Regions from separate parts of the Hordeum vulgare genome. Here region 1 is linked to region 2. A link is a contact called in public Hi-C data. All regions are on one chromosome and are shown on one strand. The core of a region is the stretch at or near the end of the contact, and the rest is flanking DNA. Distances in the headings are between cores, read along the strand shown.

Region 1 (4,313 bases), core at 729-3,228, 820 kb after region 2:
TTGCGAGTGGCTCGCAGAGCGACGACGGGATCCGGATGGCGGCGCGGGGTTGGCGACCGGAGGAGCTGGTGGTAGCCAGCGGTGGGGCTCCGGCGAGCCCACCGGAGGCGGAGCATGGCACGGTGGTTGAGATCCGGCTCGGGGGAGCCGGCGCGAGGCTGATGCCTTGGCTCGGTTCGGGCCTGGGACGGGCCGAAGACGGGCTTCGCAGGCCCTGGCGACGCTGGGAGGTGGGAAGCTGCGGTTGGGAGGCACAGATTCCGAGGTGGAGCTAGGGTTTTCCCAAATTGGCATGGGGAGGGAGTTAAATAGGGAAAGGGGGTTAGGGTTAGGGGAACTAGCCCGTTTTCGAGCCATACGATCTCGATCGGACGGTTCCGAATGTGGGGATGGTGTTAATGGGCTAGGTGGGCCGTGTAACTCTGATGGGCTGAGAGAAGAGAGGGGTTTTGCGGCCCGGCAACGAGAATTTAAAAACACTGGAAAAGCGTCCGATGATAAACCGATGATGGTCCCGCTACAGTTGAACGTTCGGGTATCAAACGGACTGTGATTGCGATGAAATTTGGCAGGCGGTGTGTCTACATAAAAATAAGACCGCACACCAAGTTTCAACCCAATCCGAGAATATTGTATAAGCACTTTTAAAAACAAGATTTTATCGATGTCGCGGACGCGTAGGTGTGTGGTCGGGCTCAAAACGGCCAACGACGAACATGAGAGAACTGACAACTAATAACGGATGCAAGTTTTGAAAACTGGCGGCAACGAAGTGCCGATGCAATGCAGATGACGCGCATGATGCAATGATGAACGCGACAGACAATCTAGCAACACGGCGACAACGGAATAAAAGGGGAATCTTCTAGGGCGTCGGTCTCGGGGTGTTACACGCAACCTTAGAGTTTTCCGTTTTTTTGTAGATCCGTATTTCCGAAACGTTTTATCTTATAAACCGTGCGTCCAAATCTCGATTTTTTTTCACCGTTGGCTTCCTCGCGTCGAGATCTTCAAAACTAGATCCCATGTTGATAGATTTTAACAAACTTTTTTTAACGAAAAACCCGAAAGAAACAACCATGCCTCACGCGATAGAAAAAAAAACCAAAAAACGCGTTTTCCCCTTTGTGAGAGGCACTGATCGTGCCTCTCGTGAAGGCAAGACGTGCCTCTCGCGGAAGCAAAACCGTGCCTCTTACGAAAAAAAGAGAGCAGAAAACGTGTTTTTTCCCTTTCAGGAGAGGCACGAGCGTGCCTTTCGCGAAGCAAAATCGTGCCTCTCACAAAAAAAAACAAACAGAAAACGCGTTTTTTCCTTTCGGGATAGGCACGGACGTGCCTCTCGCGAAGGCAAATTCGTGCCTTTCATGGAAGCAAAACCTTGCCTCTCGTAAAAAAATAAAAAATCCGTTTTCCCCTTCCGAGAGGCACGGGCGTGCCTCTCGCGAAGACAAAAACCGTGCGTTTCGCAAAAGCAAAACCGTGCGTTTCGCAAAAGCAAAACCGTGCCTCTCGTAAAAAAACAAAAACACATTTTTTTCCTTTTCGAGAGGCACAACCATGCCTCTCGCGAAGGCAAAACCATGCCTCTCGCTGAAGCAAAACCGTGCCTCTCGCAAAAAAGAAACGTTTCGTCCAAAAGTTACGAAAGACCGGTGAAAAACCGAAACACCAAAAAAAATCCGAAAAAACCCACTCTTAAAGGCCGAAAACACGTGCGAAAAACTAAAAAATGCAAAATACAAAGGAAACGTTCGGAGCACGACATGTGACGGCGGCTAAGAACGCGCCAAGTGACGGCCCGGGAGTATTCGCTAAAAGGCTTCCGAAGAAGTGCTTGCTAACCTAGTTGCTCTAGCTGCGTGGGTAAGTTTTTTTAATGCCTCCGTACAAGGACATGGGCCGATATCATGCACTTTGGGCCGTGCTATCTACTCTCACCTGTGTAAAGAGGCCGACGACAGACATATCGCTGGCCCGCTTCCGTGCAACTGGGTCGCAACAAGACAGCCGCACGAATTCCCCCCAAACCCCGAAAAGGTCACGCCGCCGCTGCGACTCCGGCCGCCGGCCTCCCCTCCTAGATGAAATCTCAGCAAGAATCGACCGCCGGCGGCCGCAAGAGGCGGCGTAGAGGAGGAGTCGGGAAACGCCAGAAGGATTCTTCTTCTTACTCACAACAGGCACCTCTGCCTGACCCTCCAGCGGATGGGGCCTCCCCCCTGGAGAAGCGGCGTCGCAAGGCCGGCGAGGCCGCCGCAATATCCAAGGGGCGCAAGCCTACGAGCCTACTCGAAAAGGTAATTCCTTCCTAGTCCTAGAGCTGCATGTGTAGAATACTAGAATGAGGAGTGTTGGTAGCTTGGTGTTCGTTTCCTTTTGCAAAGTGGTGTGTTCGTGGGATGATAAAGATGATTTGCTACGTCTGTAGGTACACACCGCTTGTGATATTTGACTTTTGAGTACTTATTCATATCATTATAATCCCTGAAGAACAAAATACTAGTATAACATACTAGAATGCACGATTATTCATTTCATTAAAACAACTGTACACGATTGTGATAAATTTTTTTTGCGGGAATTATGATCATATGTGCCACTTTGCAAAAAACTACTCTTTAGTGATCTAAACGACCTTATATTTCTTTATGGAGGGAGTAATATCTATACCACTATGTAGTATACCGACAACTTCAAATATTCTCCGCTGATTTACTTTTATCCAGTGGAGAAGTGGAAAATCCCATTGCCCTTGGCCGCTGGATTTATTTCTCAATTTGGTTGGATCGTGCCATGTTGCATCTCTAGAATCTTCTACGAATCCTTGATATATAGTGTGCTAATAACTTCAAATATTAGCCGTTGATTTACTCTTATCCAATGATGAAGAGTGGTGAATCCCATCATCCTTGGCCGTTGGATCTACTTCTCAGTTCGGTTGGATCATGCCATGTTGCATCTCTAGAATCTTTTACAAACCCGCATGAGGAGACCAACATGTTTGCCCGCTCCTTGTGCACGACTTCCGCCTCCCCATTGACATGCTTGGTCACTGTCGAAAGATGTAGACGACTGACAGCATTGTCTATATCTAGTGCGCTTTTTTAGAAAAGTAGAATAAAAGTCTACATAAAATTAATTGCATATGCAAAAACTATATCTAATACTACTATATAGTGTATCAGTTTTAAACTTTTCAATCACAAGATCAAGAAGCAATGTGAACTGTTGATTAAGTCCATCGGATGGTTGAAAATGCCGGGATTCACAGCTACAGTACATTCTACAGACTATAAAAGTTAGTTGCTTGTGGCTGTCATCCATCTGTGCACGTACCTGGCCTGGGAAGCCGCTCCGTCCATGGCACACGCACTGGCAGCTGAGCCATGAGCGTGGCAGTGTGTGTTCTGCATGCAGCATGTGCACCAATCAAGCGCCATTGAGATACCTAAGAGGTGAAGTTTCGAGAGAGTTGCTTAGAACTGTATGTATTGAAAGATAAGGCTACACAAGAAGTTAAACTAATAATGCTTGCAGCTTTGAGATTAATTTATTTTTTGAATTGAGTTGAAGTTCAGGTTGAGTTTGTTTAAACTGGCTGTAGTGCAAGTACTAATTATAAGCATGGAAACTTTGGACGTCCTGTGCACGTACCCGTGTAATAGTAATTATGTACTCCATCCGTTCCTAAATATAAGTCTTTTCAGATATTTCACTAGGAGACTACATACGGAGTAAAATGAGTGAATCTATACTTTGAAGTATGTCTATATACATCCGTATGTAGTCTTTTAGTGTAACTTCTAAAAATACTTATATTTAGGAACGGAGGGAGTAGTTTCCAACTAAATATGTATGCATGTGTAACCGATTTAAAACTGATATGTACATGCAGTGTATGGCAAAAAAACAAGTGCGTAAATTTCAGATGAAGTGTTAGATTAACTTATATGGGGATGGATTTTTTTTTTATGTAGGATGAGTAGTTATATTGCAGTATAATAACTACTCTCGGAACACACTATAGTACTAACTAATACCGTCACATGCGTAGCATGTACCACTCACTAGTATAAGTAGACTTGTATTACAAACTGAGTACAGTATTTCTTTCGCACCGTGCACAAATGGTGCATTACACATATTTTAGCATGTTCTCTATCTCTAGCACGAAATGTTCATGTACTTAAACCAGAGGTCATATTTGGTGACGTGATCATTGCTCTGGATTTCCGGTAGGACGAGTAGGTGTATGATCTAATGTTGATAATGTCAACACCTAAGCTAGAGATACTCACATGCTTTGATGC
Region 2 (4,348 bases), core at 266-2,765:
TACAGAGAGAAAATGTACCAATTTAACTTACATGACAGTAGCCTATGCGAGGGTCAAAACATAATTAATCAAAGAGTCTATTGAATCAATTTAGCTTATGTGACGAGCTGATGGCAGCCTATACAAGAGACGGAAAACTACCATAGATAAGGTTGGTCTCTTAATGGATGCAATGTTATTAATCTCTCACTACACATTAAGAAGTAAGATGAAATGTAAACAAAATTAGACTCATCAATGACCAACCAATGTTGAACTCATAAAAATATAACTTGTTCATCAAGTCATGAAGTTACAAAATATACAGAAGGATCGATGCATGGGAATACTCAATCGGAAAGTTACTAGAGCAAACTACACAACTTTATTCAAAGAGCCATAAAGTGAAGGACAAGACTACCATGACATGTGATGGACAAAGGACTGGTCAGCTGACTAGTGATTACATGCATCGATGATACAATTAACCCCATAATCAAGATTCAATAAACAATATTTGATATCGGTACTGATATAGCAATTACAAGTTTTAACCCAGCAATAAACTGGATTTAATTGCTCAGATTTGAGCTTAGATGTCTAAAATATGAAGTGTTACTTTGTGCTACGCATATATACAATAGGCACCGATCCATGATCAAATAATAGTATGAAGTTGATCTGTCAAACATATTTTGGAGTAAAACAGGGTCAGGTGCATATTTTAGCAACAAACATGAGCAAGGCCGTGCCCGCAACGTCCATCGATCACTAATCCAACATATCACTTGCTGAGGCACACCAAGAGCATATCCCATTTTTACTCGAAAACAGATCCCGGAGAGAACGGCATACACGCGTTCCCTCGTACTACCAAGAAATATAGGAGCCTCAGCCACATCATGCGCACAACCTGTGTGATCAATCTTATTCTACACCTATTCGATTGTAAGAGATCAATTATATTTGACTAAACTATGGTTACTCCTAGAAAAAAGCTGCAGAAAGTAACCACAAAACCAAACACGTAAAATACGTCCGATAAGTGAGCAAACCCCAACCTCACACCTAAGCCACGCCCAATCAACCAGCAATCACGAAGCCGCCCCCTTGAACGACGCGAATCAAACCCCTCAAAAAGCGGTTCCCCTCTCTCGCACGTATCCCTTAATCACTGGGGAAACAAAACCACAGCTCAAGACCAAGAGAAGGATCACCTTGACGACGACGTCCCAGGGGTCGGGCCCCGACGCGAGGCCGTCGAACGGCGGCGCGCTCAGGCCGGACATGGCGGCAGAGAAACCCTGTGGGAGAGGCGGAGGACGCAGCGATCGTGTGGAGGAGCGGGTCAATCCTAGAGGAGACGAAGTTAGCGGCCGGAAACCTCGGACAGCGGCGGCGGCGTCGAGGGACGCGAGAGCTGCGTAGCCGTAAGCCGCAGCGGCGGTGGTGGTGGCGTGGGGGAGAGTGGCGATGTGCGGGTGCGGGCCAAGGCTCGGGTGCTAGAGTCCTCTTTTATCACGCCTTTTCCTTCGGTGCGAAGGATGGACACCGTTGGGGCAATTAAGTCGTGCCGGGTGGGGCCCAGGCGCCAGCGAGCGAGGCCTCGCACCGCCTGCCTGCGCGGGTACGAGGAGCTGAGTGTAAAACTGCCTAGGGGTTTCCTTTGGATTTCTGTGCGTACAGCGAGCGAGGCCTCGCACCGCCTGCCTGCGCGGGTACGAGGGAGCTGAGTGTAAAACTGCCTAGGGGTTTCCTTTGGATTTGTGTGCGTGGATTTCCTGTCAGACTTGTGAAGTAGAGGGTGAAAACGCATTTAACGCCTGTCCAGTGTCGCGTCGTGGGCTCCACGCGTGCGATCCATGTGTCAGCTGCAGGATACGGATAAGGGTTTCGAATTTTAACGTTATTTTAATTCTGCGGATCTTCTTTCTCCGCAATACGAGAGAACCTCTTGCCTCCTCGATCCGGCCCGATCCTCTGGGTCGATGACGAGTGGGCCCGCAATATAACCTTAGTCGGTCGGGATTCAATCGAGTGTTCTTTTTTTGTCTAATCGATTGATCCTATCAAAAAAGAAGTCATTCAGGCCTTGTTTGGTGCGCAGGGTTTGAGAAGGTTTGTAGGGGATTATTTTCGAGGGGATCAAAAACCACGCGATTTCGCGTATGTTCATTTAATGGACAGGGTTTGTGGTGAGCAAACCTCTTCAATCCTCTGTAATCCCCCTCGATTTTTTCCTACCCACGCGGCTCAGAAATCTTTTCTCATGGCTCACGGATTTAACAATTGAGGGGATTTGAAAGGATTGGGTGGAAGTAAGGGATTCACCCAATCCTCTGAAACCTCCCTACACAATCCTCCCCACCCCCTTCCTGCCAAACAAGGCCTTAATCCCCCTCGATTTCTTCCTACCCACGCGGCTGAGAAACCTTGTCTCATGGCTCAGGGATTTGGCAATTGAGGGGTCAGTGTAAATACCATACCTCATCCTAAGTCATCGAGGACGTGTTTGGTAGGCGCTGGGACTGGCCCGTGAAGCCTAGATAAACAAGGCCTGGTTGAGGTAAAACAGACACAAAACTAATATCTCCATTTAGTTTGGTTGTATGCATATACTCTTGCATGAGGTATCACTCTAGACATATTGTTTGGTTACCCATTTGTGTAAGCGCAAACATAGAGCGTAATGTTTGGTGGCATGCACCGGTTGTTATGTGGAAACATTTTGAACGCGGTGGTGAGGTTACGAGCATACAACGGCCTCAGGAAGAACACACATAACATAACATAATAGATATAGATATTGTGCCACAATTAAAACACACACATCAGTTTACACGCAAACCAGTTTGAGATGGAACTAAAAGCAGGGTGGGGCATGTCGGGTTGTCCTAAGGGTTCACGGCGAAGGTGTCGTTGTGTTTCCCGCACCTGGTCACCACTTCAATGACATCGATGACCTTCGGCATGTCGGGAGTGAGTAGCTTGAAGGTCATCATGAAGCCTATCTTGATTTGATGGACGGTGGCGAAGGTGGCCCAACCCTGATCGAGGGTGACCCTCCGTTCAACACATGAACGGTCACCCTCGAGGAGGAGTCAATGTTCGTCTTTAGCTTGAACTCATGTGACATTGACTCGAAGTGATTCGTGAAGTCCAACGACATAGGTATGGCCTCCAGCTGGGGGGCATAGTCACCTTGCGAAAGTTGGTTGGCCCTCCCACCTCATGGTAGTGGTCGTAGTTTTGGCGCTTGCCGCTCGAGGCTCTTCCAGCTCATCATCTTCCGTGCGAGGGCTCTGGACGGGCGTCACCTTTGCGGAAGGCACCACGTCCTTGCCCTTGTCTTGCCCCTTTGGTGGCACCACCTCCTTCCCCTTGCTCCACGTGTCGATCTGCATTGTGAAGAGGTTCAAACGGTCACGATCTGCAATATGAACATTGCAACATCGTCATTAAAACCTATCGCCCAGAACCCCTTTTATTTACCCAGCCTGACGGTCACCACTCCACCTATGTGTCACTCACTCTTCCTTCAACCCATCGCCATGAACTCCGACAACAAGTTGAACCCCAACCTCAACCCCAAGTCCCAACCCCATTCCCAACCCCTTCCCTTGGAGCATTGGATGAAGGGCATTCTTCCTAGGATGCTCGCTCGGTGACCGCACCAAGTTTGAGAACACCATGGCAGTGTGCTTAAACTTCAACAGCATGGACAAGCTGCACAAAGAATCAGACGATGTGGTGAAGAAGGCCACATCGAAGGAGTTGAAGACATTGATTCCTCACCCAGCGAAGGGCACTATGTCACTCGACATACTTCGTTGGACCATGAATTAGGCCGACTCTGGCGTTGCTGGATAGAGGGAAAAGTGGGCCAAGTACGGACAGTACCGACGTCCTCATGACCATCGTGCGGTAGTGTACTTCACCACAAACACTGTGGTGGTGCCGCTCGAGAAGGATCAAGAACTGGTGGCTATGGAGGTGGAAGAAAATGCGGTGGCCATGATTGTGAGGGCGCCAGAGCCAGGACACCAAGCATGCCCATCGAGATGGACTCCGACAAGGAAGAAGAGACGATGGTGCGGGTCGAGGAGAAGACCAAGAGAAAGTCCAAGGTCACCCGCCTCTCCAAGCGCCTCTGGGGTCCCCGAGGCTAAGATCTATGTGTATTGTGTAAGATGAACCCTAATCCCCATCCCTATTGTACTCAATCTGTATCAGGAACCTCCTATCTACCACTAGTCATGATGATGTTATGATACCCCGATTCCCCATTCCCCTAACGTGGATCAAACCTAAACTCGAATCGAATGCAAAGTAGTAGGTGCGGAGAGGGGGATTGCTTACCGCCATTGCC

The links. Hi-C and Micro-C count contacts between places; a contact is called where the count stands out from the background.
Region 1: a contact with region 2 is called in a Hi-C map of seedling, with 4 times the contacts expected there. The contact joins the promoter of LOC123402449 here to the promoter of LOC123403910 in region 2. A contact is called at or near these places in 3 of 6 Hi-C or Micro-C datasets (leaf and seedling) and 1 of 1 datasets of contacts at active chromatin or transcription factors (embryo).

Annotation. Positions count from the first base shown.
Region 1 is chr6H:326,914,368-326,918,680 of MorexV3_pseudomolecules_assembly, forward strand. LOC123402449 (ribosomal RNA-processing protein 8) reads left to right here and starts at 1,979. Exons shown (of 9, transcript XM_045096374.1): 1 at 1,979-2,300. The coding sequence starts at 2,085.
Region 2 is chr6H:326,092,682-326,097,029 of MorexV3_pseudomolecules_assembly, forward strand. It overlaps LOC123403910 (protein NBR1 homolog), which reads right to left and starts at 1,516. Exons shown (of 7, transcript XM_045097820.1): 1 at 1,197-1,516. The coding sequence starts at 1,268.